Linked DNA regions of Triticum aestivum: region 2 is linked to region 1. A link is a contact called in public Hi-C data. All regions are on one chromosome and are shown on one strand. Each heading gives the region's core, a stretch centred on a gene start, on an enhancer-like site or on the middle of the called end of the contact. The rest is flanking DNA. Distances are from core to core; before and after follow the strand shown. Region 1 holds the start of LOC123189599 (pentatricopeptide repeat-containing protein At1g06710, mitochondrial). Region 2 has its middle 35 kb from the start of LOC123189602.

Region 1 (2,700 bases), core at 11-2,510:
CAGGAGGACAACCGCAGTTATTCATCCTATTAAACAGTTTATATGCATATGCATAATCCTCAGCATTGCAGTAAGTATGCACAAGTGAATTGAACAATGAAGGATTTGGATTGCAACCCTCTGTCATCATCATGTTAATGATTCTCTTGCACCAGCCAAGCTGCTTCTTTTTCAGAAATCCTGAGAGCAGCGTCCTATATGTTACCACATTCGGGATATACGAGTTGCACCGCATCCTGTGAAGAAATGACATGGCCTCATTGAAAAGGGAGGCCTCCATCAGTCCACTGATCATCTGGGTGCACAACACAGTGTCGAGCTTAAAATCCTCCCTCTCTATCATGTCAAGTGCATCGCCCCAACGTCCCTCCTTGCACAGAGCCTGCGCAAAGGATCCGACTGTGGACCTGTCCATGCAGAACCCTGATGCCGACATCTCCTTCTGCACTCGGAACCCCATTTCCACCTGCCCCGCGCTCGCAAGCACCTGCACGAGTGCATTGTAGGTCACCGCGGACGGCCTGTACCCAAAGTCCTTCAGCCTCCCAAGCTCCTCAAGCGCCTCGCCCCACATGCCTTGGCGGCAACACTGCCGCACCAGCACATTGAGCAATCTGCCGAGCACGTCACGATCATCCTCCCCAATCTCCCTAAGCAGCCTCTCGGCGGTCCTGGCGCGGTCTTCGAACCCCAAGACCTCGGCGAGCGCGTCGTAGCAGGCACCAGTGTGGCTGTAACCCACCTGGCGCTCGGCCCAGAGGAAGAACCTGACGCAGAGCTCCGGGGAGCGCACCGCCCTGAGCACCGCGACCACGACGGAATCGGTAAGGAACTCGCGGTACCGTCGCAGGAACCGCTCGGCCTTGCCGTCGAAGTCGGCGCCGTAGGCCCGCACCGCCTTGGAGATCAGGACGACCTCCGGGGGCGGGAGGGCGGCGGCGGGGGGCGCGGGGGCAGGGTCCCTGATAAAGGCGAAGTCGTGGAGGGAGACGCGGGGCCCGGGGCGCGGCGTGGGCCGGTCGACGAGGCCTGGCAGGAGGTCGCCGGTGTCGGCGGCGTGGGAGGAGCGGGCGCGGCGCAGGGAGGCGCGTAGGGCTACCGCCGCCGCACGGCGGGTTATCATGGGTCGGCGGGGGCAGGGGTGGGGGTGGGGAGGGGCGGCGGATGGGCCGTGGAAATGGAGGCAGAGGCGGCGGCGGTGGTGGGGTTTGGTGGCGCCCCGGCCATGGAGGTTTTGGGGGTGGCGGAGGTAGGGGATAAACCCTAGTGGCGGAGGGTATTTCGGTAAAAGAAAACGCTCCTGTAACTGTAATGTGTATACAATCTACTGTAGTAGCTCATGGCTCTGACGGTGGGGCCCCGGTCACACAGACGTAGAAAGTCGCAGCCCGCATAGCCTAGTCCGCCACACCACACCTCCCTCATCTCTCCCCTTCCTCTCTCAGTCTCAGTCTCAGCCTCGCTTCTTCCTTTTTCCATCAATTCGTTGCCTCCTGATCTCTTTCGTTTCTTGGCTAAATCCGTCCGCCTCCGTAGGTGAAATCTGGGGAGCGAATTGTCGACTCACCTGCCCTGAAACACTTGATTTCCTGGGTGGTTGTAGTTCGCGCGCCAGCTGCTCGACGCAATTCCACTGCAGAATCTTCTCTGCCATTTGGGGAGCACAGGTGAGTTTGAACTTTATCCCAGAGGCAAATCATGTTTTCCCCTTGTTATTTGGTAGCGCTTACTGTTAGGCATATGGCATTAACGGGCTTTAGTCAAGTGTTAGCAAATTCATTGTTTTGTCAGTCGGAAGTTCTTGTTGCGTGATAGTAGTTCCTTTTGCCAGATCTGTTAATTGGGGATAGTGTGCGCTGCCTTAGCTGTCCGATATTATCAGGCTTTTCAGCCGAAATCGCTGTGGGGTTGCTTTCTGGCTGCAGAATGTATGTAAACATATTTTCTTGAGACAAATATTTCATAGATAGCTACAAATTGAGTCACATCTGGAGTGCAGTGTTACATGGATCCAACAGTGCCATACGCCATTGTCGAAAGATACAGTTTACCCACTTTAACATGCTTGATGCCTGTGAAGTGTGAACCATTGCAAGTGTTCCCCTGCGATTTGTACTCTGGAATTGCTAGCAAGCTAATGCATCATTCTGGTCTAGCATTTTCAGCTGTTGGAAATCTTTGGTATACTTCCTAGTAGGATCTCCAAGGAAATACGGCATTTCTGAATTACCATACTTTGCAAAAGATTAGCTAAAACGGTCTTTACCTGGACTTTTGGTTTCTCTTCTCTAGAAACTGCATCTTCGGTTTCTTCAGATATGTCATAGCCTGTAGGTGACACTGGTATTGTTCTTTTTTTCCCTACCACTACTTGTGTGAAACCTTCTCTCCTGCCCTGCTTGGTCTTTTTTTCTTTTCTCGACTTAATCATACTAGTTTCCTGCTAATTCTTGTCATCGGGGCAACAACATCATATCTAATTGCATGTCTATGTTTTTATTTAGAAAAAATCTTCAGGCGGTGACGGTGTTTCTTTATGGCGTGTGCGCCAAATTATATTGCCATTGGCCTTGCCAACTATGGTTTATATACGGGAACAAGGGTACTCTCACCGAGCTACAAGAACTTCCCACGGAAATCCTCCTACAAGTTTCTCAAGGTCCGTGCCCTGCAGGGAAATGATGGTCGTAGAAGGCTGAT
Region 2 (2,700 bases), core at 41-2,540, 42 kb after region 1:
GCGTGCGAAACCAGGAAAGCTCCATGCATCTGTTCTGGCAATGCCACGTTGCGGCTCAAACCTGGGAGGCAATCTCAACCTGGCAGCTTTGTCATGCCATGCGCCAAGAAACTTGGATCGGCAGGAGCAGCTCCCTGGACAAAGTGCAAGCTATGGTCGAGGCCACGCCACCAAATTTCAGAAAAGGAATCAAGGCCCTCGCAATGCTTGCCCTTTGGGAGATCTGGCGGGAAAGAAACAATTGCATTTTTAGAGCAAAGACGGCAGACGTGAATGATGTTCTCCTTGCGATCAGAAGAGGTCTAAACCTATGGCAGCATGGCGGCGCGAAGTCCATCCAGAGCCCCTTCGGGGACTAACCTGGAGAATAGGCTAGCGGTCTTGGTGCCGCAGGCACCATTTTTACCTTCTTCTTCTTATTTCCTTGATCTACGGATCGCCGCCTTGCCACTTTGCCATCTACTCCTTGCTCATTATCAATAAAACACCAGCTTCGCTGGTCCTTCGAAAAAAACTAACGATCGGCCGCCCCAACACACGAAAGTGGAGACGACAGACAAACGGCAAGATGAAAAACATGTTTCTTCAGGCAAGGAATGAAGAGACCAGATACACACATGCACGTAAAATAAGATGAGAAAAGAAATGGTTTGCTCAGCCTCCACTGCTTGCTTTGCTCCCCGACCATACACTGCACCGCACATTTTTTTTTTTGAGGAATGCACTGCACAATAGCTGGTGGTGGCGTCGTTCGCGCATGCTTCGGCCCGAACGTGCGTAGCGCAGCGTAGCAGTAGAGGGCTCCTACGAATTAGGCTGTGTTTGGTTTCAAATAAGTCATTAACTTATAAGTCGAAAAGTAAAATAGTGACTTATTTTGTCAAACAGACCCAACTTATAAATCATCCCAACTTATAAGTCATAAGTTGCTTCACCCCAACTTAAAAAGTCACCTCCTTTTACGTGGGTCCCACCACCTTTACATAAAAAACAAAATGAGAAAATGTGGTTAGATAATTTATAAGTCAGGTGACAACCAAACATGCGTGACTTATAAGTCACTGGTTTTAAGTCACCTGATTTATAAATCATGTGACTTATTGAAACCAAACAAGCCCTTAACAGTTCGTAGCAGTACGGGACTGAACCGTTCCCATTCATTCCGACGCTACCGGTGATGCACGCCGTGACGTCAGCTGGGTGTATATATATTCCCATTTCATGGTACAGTACGCATACGCGTACTGCGAGGCGAATGACGATGAGCCGCTGACCTTCGGTCAGACAGGGATTGAGTATCGAGATCGATGATTAAACTAGGAGTAGATACGTACAGCTACAGGTTGATTTTGGTCTGCCATTTTCCTTCTAGAAGCTGTGGCGCTGGTTCGTATGACACGGTTTGACCTGCAGTATTATACTCACTTATACAGGATATTCCAGTACAAGTCAGGGATGAAAACTATTGGGTGGTACAATTAGTCCGTACGTGTCGCGATCTCGGAGTTTGAGTTCCGCGATTAGTCCGCAACATGGCCTTGGTCGCCAAGGAACGGGGAGAGCATGCACGCATGCAGCTTGCCTTGCAAGCAGAGGCTGCGGAGAGGAAAGTTGGTGCTGACATTACATAAAGTACTTTCCCGCCAAGGTTCTAGTGCTTTGTTATTCTAAGTCTTTCTGTTGCTCAACGGTTTAAGCGTGTCAACCGAAAGATGATTATATGTGAAGTGTAGTGGACCGGTCTAAACATGTCATTCGCATGCCAAAAGACGAAAGTATACATGAGAATTAGTGGGGAAGTTGCGCAGCTTTGTTACTCCCTGACTTCATCTTTATTATGTTGGGACAAGTTCAAAAAAGAATATTTATTATGTTGGGACCGTTTAACAGGTGCCTGGTGCTTTTTCTTTTGAAATGAGAGGGGTTACCCGGCCCTGCCTCAACTTTTATCTATACTAATATAAAGAGACCCAAAAAGGACTGGGCAGTAGCCCAGTGGCAAGGACGCAGTGGCGGTACCTTGCAGACCGGGGTTCGACTCCTGTCAGGAGCGAATTTCCGCGACCTCACCCGGGTGGGATTCTTCTATCAAAAAATGTCCTAGGTGCGCTAGTGCCCATGGATCTCATTTTCTTTATAAAAAGACCCAAATGTGCAGATCCAAACCATCTCGACCGTCAAATCATGTTATCTAGCGGTTTAAATCACTCCAATGTTGAGCACCAAACACGTTTAACGCTCTAATTACCCACCACTACCATTGGTTATAAACACGTTTTGAGTCAACGCTATCCCTTGAAATCTGCAATGTAACTAATATCCTACCATTCCCGTGAAAAAGTAATTGATATCTTACCAAATACCAACATGCAACAGATATATCTTACCTAATATAACGTGCAGCTAATATCCTACCCAATATAAACGTGAGTTGCACGTACATTATTACTAGTTAAAAAGAAAGAGCCAAGGCAAAACACCATACTCATACTAGACTGTTAACAACTCCTGGCTCCGCGAATCAACCTGTGGTTGAGTTGGTTAGGTGGACAGTGGTATTCCCAACCCATCAGGGTTCAAATCCTGGTGCTCGCATTATTCCTGGATTTATTTCAGGATTTCCGGCGATGCGCTTTCAGTGGGAGGAGACGTTCCCGTCGATGACGAGGCGCCTACGGTGACTTCATAAATCTCAAGATG

Evidence for each region. A called contact is a pair of places that touch in the nucleus more often than the background predicts.
Region 2: a contact with region 1 is called in a Hi-C map of leaf, with 1.6 times the contacts expected there. The contact joins the enhancer-like site here to the promoter of LOC123189599 in region 1.

The regions. Positions count from the first base shown.
Region 1 is chr2A:589,427,351-589,430,050 of IWGSC CS RefSeq v2.1, forward strand. It overlaps LOC123189599 (pentatricopeptide repeat-containing protein At1g06710, mitochondrial), which reads right to left and starts at 1,261. Exons shown (of 3, transcript XM_044602052.1): 1 at 1-1,261. The coding sequence starts at 1,123. LOC123189600 reads left to right here and starts at 1,400. Exons shown (of 2, transcript XM_044602053.1): 1 at 1,400-1,667; 2 at 2,505-2,700. The coding sequence starts at 2,537.
Region 2 is chr2A:589,469,306-589,472,005 of IWGSC CS RefSeq v2.1, forward strand. No RefSeq gene overlaps it. Among protein-coding and RNA genes, the nearest start is that of LOC123189602, 35 kb to the right of the region's middle. Within about 2 kb of position 1,291, at least 1 of the 8 cell types and tissues checked has an H3K27ac peak or open chromatin away from gene starts, as enhancers often do. A contact at or near this core is called in leaf, where this site is marked.